Regions from separate parts of the Macaca mulatta genome. Here region 2 is linked to region 1. The links are chromatin contacts, called in public Hi-C maps. All regions are on one chromosome and are shown on one strand. The core of a region is the stretch at or near the end of the contact, and the rest is flanking DNA. Distances in the headings are between cores, read along the strand shown. Region 1 holds the start of DDX23 (DEAD-box helicase 23). Region 2 holds the start of FKBP11 (FKBP prolyl isomerase 11).

Region 1 (4,745 bases), core at 490-2,989:
AATCTCCTTAGCAGTAAAATGGAGATAGCACTCATCTCATACTGCTATGAGAACTAAGTAAAACAAATAAGGTAGGTTAAGTGTCCAGCCCAGAGTTGAGCACTTAGAAGATTCTCAACAAAAAGTGGCTGCAGTTTTTGAAGATTCTGGCCTACCATGGTTGGTCTGATTTTTAGTTGAATCTGTGAATCTGTGAGTCGAGCGCCCTCTCGTGCTTTCGTGGTGACTTACACCTAACAGATCTCAGAGCTCTCTTCTTTCCCTTCCGTTCTCTCTGGAGTAGAAGCAGGGAGGTGAAAGGCTGCAGGTTCTAAGAGAAGTGTATGTCTCCAAGGGTTACTTCGGGCCAGTGTGCATGATGCTCAGGGCTTTAGGATTACTTGGGTCTATCCTGAGGCTCTGCTTGAGAGCTTAAGGCATATTCGGAGAGAAAAGCCAGACCTACAGCCATGTGGAATTCAAGCAACAAACCTGCTGCTGGGAAAATGGGAAGGGAGGTCCAAGATACTTCCGGTTATCTAAACCGTTTCCGCAATTGCAGTGTTTTGTTTTGTTTTGAGGGAAAGAGTTATGAACCCATAAGAACAAAGAGAAACACAAAGTTAACTTACGATTTGGGGTTAAAACAACAACAAAACTCAGTGGAAGACTAAAGTAGGGGAATCTGGGGGAAGAAAGAAGCAAAAATACCAAGACAGCTCAACAATTGGTCACATTCCAAAGGGAAAAAAATTGAGGAAACCAGGGTTCTATCTGGAATGTTGAGAAAACAGGTGCTAGAGCCCAGGAGATACCATCCTTCCGGGATGACTTTAGAGTCCATTGTGTGGGCTCATTTGGAGCTGTAACAATAACTGGGGGTTGGGCCGGGCGCGGTGGCTCAAGCCTGTAATCCCAGCACTTTGGGAGGCCTAGACGGGCGGATCACGAGGTCAGGAGATCGAGACCATCCTGGCTAACACGGTGAAACCCCGTCTCTACTAAAAAATACAAAAAACTAGCCGGGCGAGGTGGCGGGCGCCTGTAGTCCCAGCTACTCGGGAGGCTGAGGCAGGAGAATGGCGTAAACCCGGGAGGCGGAGCTTGCAGTGAGCCGAGATCGCGACACTGCACTCCAGCCTGGGTGACAGAGCCAGACTCCGTCTCAAAAAAAAAAAAAAAAACAAAAAAAAACTGGGGGTTGTTACGGCATTCACCCGGCTGCAGGGGCCAAGGTTGCTAAAAGGTCCTCCTAAGCCTGGGATAGTTCCACACACAATGGAGAATTGCAACACCCTCCTTGTGAACCTACTCCTGTAACCTAATCTTTAGTTTGTCCAACTGTAAAATGGGACTAACCCCATTCTCACAGAATTGTTATAAAAACCGCTTTTCCACGAATGGTATTTATTGTTGTTACTGCAGTTGTTAGCTATAATTACATGCTACAGATATCTCAGGATGCCCTTAAATTCCTCCACTGTAAGCCACGGGCAACGACTGTCATCGACTGTAGTTTCTAGGAAGACCAGCCAATTCCAAGAAGGATGCTCGGCGGGAGAACCTAATGCCGGAAGCCTATTCGCGAAAAACTCTTCCTTCCCGGACGCTAAAGTCTGGCAAACCACATTGCCCGGCAGACCCCGCAGCCTAGGGCCGGCGCTCAAGCCGTGCATTCTGGGATTGGTAGTTCCCGGGCCTCAGTGTCGGCCTGTGCGCCCAGCTCCAGGAACTCGCCTTCCCAGCTTGCCTTGCGGCCGGGGGGTTCATCGCCGCGACCAGGAAACGGGAAAGATGGCGACGGCTCCTCGACGTTGAGGCCGCGTTGGGCGGTTCAGACTCAGGGTGGTGAGTCCCGGGCGGTGGGGGCGGTTCCCACGAGCTTAAAGAGAGGGCGAGAGTCGGGGCACAGCGGTGGCCCCTGCCTCCTGGACGAGGCGGGAAAGAACGCCTCAGAAAAGGGGCATGAACCCGGGAAGCTCGGGCGGGCAGGAGTGAAGGGGCGCAGGCCCCAGGGGTAGTGTTGGCTCCTCCGAGCACAGGCCACGTCCCTGCACGATATTTTCCTCCCAGGACTCTGCCCATGGGCGCAGCGCCTCTGATACCCCCAGTCTGACCTTATTCTTTCATGCTTCAAGTAGCCTTTGCTGCAGCCAAACTGGAACTCAGGCTTTTCTCTCGCAATCAGTCCATGTTTTCCCGCCTCTGCTCCGCCTCTATTATTTCTTTTGCCGGGAATGACTTCTTTTCCGCGTCCTTAATTACATATCTTCAAATTCTACTTATACTTAAAGGCTCAAGCGTCACTTCCTCTACCAAGCCTTCCACGTCACCTTTTACAAGTGAAAGGAAACGCCTTTGAACACCTGTATTACTACATCTGAGCCTTGATACTCTTCTTGATATGTGTCTCATACCCCCTATTGTTCTTTATTTTTTTTGAGACGGAGTCTCGCTCTGTCGCCCAGGCTGGAGTGCAATGGCGCGATCTCTGCTCACTGCAACCTCCGCCTCCCGAGTTCAAGCGATTCTCCTGTCTCAGCCTCCCGAGTAGCTGGGATTACAGGCGTACGTCGCCACGCCCTGCTAATTTTTTGTATTTTTAGTAGAGTGTTAGGATTACAGGTGTGAGCCACCGCGTCCGGCCTGATAACCCCTGTTGTTCTAAAAATTTCCTGTGAACAGAATTTGTTTTTGTGACTCACATAGCACCTAGCACTGTGCCTTGCATACAGTAGATGCTTGGTAAATACGTCATTGAATGAAAAAAAAGAATGTGCCCCTGCCCTGCAAGAACTGAGGACCTGAAGATCTGGAGGTTTGAGAGAAGGCTGCTGGGAAGCATGGCCAGAGTCAGCCTGGTTATTTGGCCCTTGTGATAATAGAACCTGTGATAAAAGTTGCCTATATTTACTGTCTCCTCATTTTTCATTCTCTTCCAAACTCATTCCACTTGGGCTTCCATTCCCTCAATGCTACTGAAACAGCTCTTGTTAAGGTCACCAGTAATCTCCATTTTTCCAAATTCAGTGGTTGCTTCTCTGTCCCTTATTCCCTCTCCACTTCGCTGGTACTTGATTCCGTTGACCCCTCCCTCCTTGAAACATGTTTTTGGCTTCTTCGTTGCCATACTTTTCTTTGTCCTTTCTCACTGGCTGCTGGTTCTTTCCATTCTTTTTCTGTGGTTCATCCCGTGGCTAACTCCTGTTAAAGTGTTCCAGAGCTCAATCCTGGAGCTGCTTCTCTATTTTTTTCTTTCACTATGCTGCCTACTTAGGTAATATCATTTAGTGTCCCATGGCTTTAAAAGCTATCTGTGTATTGGTGACTCAGGTTTTTGTCTATTGACCCTCTTCCCTAAGTTCCAGATTTGCATTTCTACTTGCCTTCTGGGAATCTCCACTTGGTTGTCTTACTGACATCTCACATTTAACCTGGCCAAAATGAAACGTTTGATTTCTTCTTAAATCTATTCCTTCCCTAGTCTTTTCCAGTTTGTTTGCTATGGCACCGCAAACTATTAGGTTGCTGAAACTATAAATTTAGGAGCTATCTTTGTGTCTCTTCTTTCTGTATCTCCCTTCAGTAAGTCCTGTCAGCTTTGCCTCCAAAATATGCTCTGACACTGCCTACTTCTTTCCATCTCCATTGCCACCTTCCTAGAACAAGCCACTGCCATCTCTTGCCTAGAGTACCATAATAGCACTCTCAGTGGTTTTGTTTTCACTCTGCCTCTCTGCTGTATATTTTCTTGCAAGTCACCGAAGTATTAGATTGCTTCCTGTATAAAGCTCTTCTAAGATCCCCATTGCAGTTAAAATCCAGTTTACTCTGACCTGTAACACATTTTCGTTATCTGACTCCTGCCCAACTCACTGAACTCATCTTGAATCAGTATTCCCCCTGCATCAGTGCTTCGCAGGCTCAAGAAGTCTTCCCACCTCAGCCTGGGCTCAGGTGATCCTCCCCAGGCAGGAGCGAAGGAGCATGGGTCCCATAGGTAGTATTGGCTCCTAGGGGTACAAGCCGTGTTCCTGGATGATATTTTCCTTTATTTTCCTCCCAGGCCTCTGCCTATGAGCTCTTGAACACTTTTGAACTGAAGCATTCCACCCACCCTCAGCCTCCCAAAGTGCTAGGATTACAAGTGTGAACCACCACACCTGGCTGATTTTTCTTTTTTTTTCCTCGAGACAGAGGGAGTCTTGCTCTGTCACCCAGGCTGGAGTGCAGTGGCGCTATCTTGGCTCAAAACAACCCCCACCTCCTGGGTTCAAGCAGTTCTGCCTCAGCCTTCCGAGTACCTGGGATTACGGATGCCCGACACCATGCCTGGCTAATTTTTGTATTTTTAGTAGAGATAGGGTTTCACCCTGTTGGCCAGGCTGGTCTCAAACTCCTGACCTCATGATCCGCCTACCTCAGCCTCCCAAAGTGCTGAGATTACAGGCGTGAGCCACTGCACCCAGCCTCTGGCTGATTTTTATAAATGTAAAATTTTATTTTTCAAAATAGACGGGTAGTCTTACTATACTATCCTGGCTGGTCTTGAACTCCTGAGCTCAAGTGATCCTCCCGCCTTGGCCTTCCAAGGTGCTGGTACTACAGGCATGAGCCATCAGGCCTGGCCACACAAATATGTTTTTAACTGACAAACGTGCAGTTGGGCTCACACCTGTAATACCAGCACTTTGGGAGGCTGAGGCAGAAGGATCCCTTGAGCCCAGGAGTTCAAGACTAGCCTGGACAACAAATTGAGACCTTGT
Region 2 (4,373 bases), core at 1,070-3,569, 79 kb before region 1:
GTTTAACTTAAAAAATATTTTGATACGTAATTTGCAAACAGTGAAATGCACAGATCGTAAGTATAGTTTGATAAGTTCTGACAAATGCATACACCCATGTAACCCACATCCCTCTGAAAATATAGAGCATTTCATCACCCCTAGAAATTCCCTCCTGCTGAGGGGACTTTTTTTTTTTTTTTTTAAACAATACAAATGAGAGATAATGAAGGCTTCTTATCCTGAGGTGGGAGGGTTGTAGCTATGGGAATAGAAGGGAGGAGCTGGAGAGACTGTGGAAGGAGAATCCAGAGTAGACCCGTTGGATGTGGGAGATGAAAGAAGAATGAATGCTGGTAGCAGAGCCACTAACAGAAACAGCAGATAGGGAGGAAGTCCGGGTTGTTACAGATGGATTGGAAGAATGAGTGCAGTTAAGACTGTTGGCCGGGCGCATTGGCTCACGCCTGTAATCCCAGCACTTTGGGAGGCTGAGGCGGCCACATCATGAGGTCAGGAGTTTGAGAGCAGTCTGGCCAACATGGCAAAACCCCATGTACTAAAAATACAAAAATTAGCCAGGCGTGGTGGTGGGTGCCTATAATCCCAGCTACTTGGGAGGCTGAGAAAGGAGAATCGCTTGAACCCGGGAGGTGGAGGTTGCAGTGAGCCAAGATCATGCCATTTGCACTCCAGCCTGGGCGACAGGAGTGAAACTCTGTCTCAAAACAACAACAACAACAACAAACTCTTAAAAAGTGGGCTGGGCATGGTGGCTCACACCTGCAGTCCCAGCACTTTGGAAGGCTGAGGCGGGTAGATCACCTGAGGTTGGGAATTTGAGACCAGCCTGACCGACGTGGAGAAACCCTGTCTTTACTAAAAATACAAAATTAGCCAGGCGTGGTGGCGCATGCCTGTAATCCCAGCTGTTCGGGAGGCTGAGGCAGGAGAATTGCTTGAACCCGGGAGTTAGAGGTTGTGATGAGCCGAGATCGCACCATTGCACTCCAGCCTGGGCAGCAAGAGCAAAACTCCTCCTCCTAAAAAAAAAAAGTGAAGTCTGGCCAGGCGTGGTGGCTCACGCCTGTAATCCCAGCCCTTTGAGAGACCGAGGCAGGCGGATCACCAAGATCAGGAGTTTGAGACCAGCCTGGCCAACATGGTGAAACCCTTATCTACTAAAAATACAAAAATTAGCCAGGCATGGTGGCGGGCGCCTGTGATCCCAGCTACTTGGGAGGCTGAGGCAGGAGAATCGCTTGAACCTGGGAGGCGGTGGTTGCAGTGAGTGGAAATTGCTCCACTGCACTCCAGCCTGGGCCACAGAGTGAGACTCCGTCTAAAAAAAAAAAAAAAAAAAGTGAAGTCGGCTGGGCACAGTGGCTCACACCTGTAATCTCAGCACTTTGGGAGGCCGAGGTGGGCGGATCACGAGGTCAGGAGATCGAGACCATCCTGGCTAACATGGTGAAATCCCCTCTCTATAAAAATACCAGATTAGCCGGGCGTGGTGGTGGGCGCCTATAGTCCCAGCTACTCGGGAGACTGAGGCAGGAGAATGGCATGAACCCAGGAGGCGGAGCTTGCAGTGAGCCGAGATCGTGCCACTGCACTCCAGCCTCGGGGACAGAGCGAGACTCCGTTTCAAAAAAAAAAAAAAAAGTGACGTCTTTACACAAACATAAAGGGGTTATGTGTGCTGTCCTTTGAGAAGTTTGTTGATGAAAGGAGAAAGGAAGTAGTAGCACCAGAGGAAAAGGTCAGGGGTTTACCCTGTTCTTACAGGAAAACAGCGCCTTGCTCTTTTCAGCTAGCTTTTCAAAGGATAGGGATAGGACAGCTCCCTGCCCTCTTTCGGATATTTGGATCTATAACCTCCAGAAATTCAGGCTGAAGTAGTTGGAGGTCGGAGAGGAATGAGACAACTGCCTGGGTGGGGTGGGCCAGCCAGACACTGCCAGGATAGCCACAAGGAGACGTAACTTAGAGGAAAGAGCAGACAGCAACCACGTTGGACTCAGGCAGTTCTGGGTTTGAATCCTGTCTGTATCACCACCTAGCCTGATGACCTTGGGCACATCCTGAGCACCCTGTGCCTTATCTGTAAAATGGAAACAATTATGCTGACCTTTTAGGTTGGTTTTGAGGATTAGAGACTAGCACCTGACACACAGTAGGTAATCGTAAATGGGTGCTATTATTTGGCCCAACCCACATTATAGGACAGAACGTCTAATGAACGGGTCAGAACCTGCGCCCTCCGGATCTTGGAGGGTACAGAGGGCGCCCCTCGGCCTCCTCCCTTTCGGAGGTGGGGACAAGGTGGAGGAAGGGCTGCAGGAGGAGGAGCTCTAGCATCGCGACCCGCCCCGTCCCGTCCAGTCTGGCCTGAGCGCTGCGGGAACGCTGTCCTAGCCGCCGCCACCCGAACAGCCTGTCCTGGTGCCCCGGCTCCCTGCCCCGCGCCCAGTCATGGCCCTGCGCCCCTCACTCCTCCCGCTCCATCTGCTGCTGCTGCTGCTGCTGCTGCTCAGTGCGGCAGTGTGCCAGGCTGAGGCTGGGTTCGAAACTGAAAGTCCCGTCCGGACCCTCCAAGTGGAGACCCTGGTGAGGAGATAGTCCCTAACCTCAGCACCCGTGGACCGAGCCTTGTGGGGTAACACAGGGATCTCAACGAATCTGGGAGCCGGGAAGGAAGTACGGGAACTGAGTTGGGGGTGGTGCTGGGTCTAGGAGCGAGAACGGGATCTTTGGAAGAGCATCCGTGACCCCTGTAGTCCGATCGTAGGTGGAGCCCCTCGAACCATGTGCCGAGCCAGCTGCTTTTGGAGACACGCTCCACATACACTACACGGTGAGGGGTCTCGGGGGCCGGGGCGGGGCCTGGGAGGGGGTGGCGCCCTGCTGAAACACGTCAGCTTTGGCTTGGACACGTGGCAAGCGGTTCGGGAGAAGAAACTCGGGGCTCTGGGGTTGTCGAGCACATGGCGAGGGGAGAGGCGTTGCTCTTCCGTGCCTCTTTTTCCTCCTTGCTTTTCTGCCAGTTCCTACCTGGCACGGAGAAGTGCAGGGTGGAGAGATCTCCGAGAAGCGCCAGCCCTCTGGGGCTTCCTGTTCCTTACAGCGGTAAGGGGAAGGCTAGGCTGCCGCTGTAAGGGGGCTGCCGCCGCCCAGCGGTCCAGGTGTGTGTTGCGCGCCTGCTGGGAGGGAGAGGGTGGTAGGTGTATGCTCTTGATGCTCTCTCCCCCCAGGGAAGCTTGGTAGATGGACGTATTATTGACACCTCCCTGACCAGAGACCCTCTGGTTATAGAACTTGGCCAAAAGCAGGTGATTCCAGGTATGTGACCTGTGCCTCCCATTCTACCTCTTCACAACCTAAGCCCTTTCTTAGCCTCTTCAGCTCCAAAGCTGCCCTGGAAATTCCCCCCTGAAATGAGTAAGACCCTAGGGCTCTACCAGTTACCTTCTGAGGTTCAAACCTCACTTCTAATACTCCACTTGTCCCAATTGGAAGCCAGAGATTTAAGAAGTGGGGGCAAGGCCTATTGAGGATGGAGGAGGAAGACTTTGGTGTTCATGTCATGGGATTTGGGGGAGGTGGATAGCTTCCAGTTCAGTTGTGTCTTCTTCCTCAAGGTCTGGAGCAGAGTCTTCTAGACATGTGTGTGGGGTGAGTATCTGGGCAGGGGTGGGCCTGGGTACCCTCTTTGCATGGGAAGAGGTTTTCTCTGCCATCCTCGCTCCTTAAGAAGCAGGAGAATGTGGAATAAAGGACCCTGCTTCCCACTGGACAGGTCCAGGTCAGTGGGAACCCTGAGGGCATCCAAAGCCTCTGTGCTTCTTGCGCTGTTGCTTTTGTTGGGGAGTTGAGGCACATGGGGAGATGGACACCTTTGCTGGCCAGCCTGTTTGGTGTTCAGGTGGAAAAGTTCGTGTTTTGGGTGTGAAGATCCAGAGGGTTTTGCTGGAGGAGCTTCAGCTGGACTGAGGCTGCTGGCCTACCTCTCCTGCCTCTGGCTGTGACTGACATTCCTTCCCTCAGAGAGAAGCGAAGGGCAATCATTCCTTCTCACTTGGCCTATGGAAAACGAGGATTTCCACCATCTGTCCCAGGTAATCTGACTAGGCCTGTCTCTCAGGCCATCGAAATACCCAGTCCCTAAGAGCTGTAAGGAGCTATATACTTTGTCTAATGCTTGAGAAGGTCCAGACCAAGTTTGTTTAGACAGACAGGAGTGGCTGGCGCCTCCATCTCCAGGGCCACTTTTTTCTTCCTCATATCACCAACAGGGACTAAAGACAAATAACCTGATGAGGCCACCTGGTGTGACCTCTAGCAGCCAGTAACTTGTTAGGGAAGAGAACTGCCTGTGCCACCACCTTTCCCAG

The links. A called contact is a pair of places that touch in the nucleus more often than the background predicts.
Region 2: a contact with region 1 is called in a Hi-C map of liver, with 2.0 times the contacts expected there. The contact joins the promoter of FKBP11 here to the promoter of DDX23 in region 1. A contact is called at or near these places in 4 of 14 Hi-C or Micro-C datasets (CD4 T cells, cortical neurons, fetal cortical plate and 1 more).

What each region holds. Positions count from the first base shown.
Region 1 is chr11:56,008,102-56,012,846 of T2T-MMU8v2.0, reverse strand. DDX23 (DEAD-box helicase 23) reads left to right here and starts at 1,739. Exons shown (of 17, transcript NM_001260872.1): 1 at 1,739-1,827.
Region 2 is chr11:56,087,854-56,092,226 of T2T-MMU8v2.0, reverse strand. It overlaps FKBP11 (FKBP prolyl isomerase 11), which reads left to right and starts at 2,319. Exons shown (of 6, transcript XM_077954041.1): 1 at 2,319-2,589; 2 at 2,716-3,108; 3 at 3,234-3,321; 4 at 3,621-3,654; 5 at 4,027-4,097. The coding sequence starts at 2,455.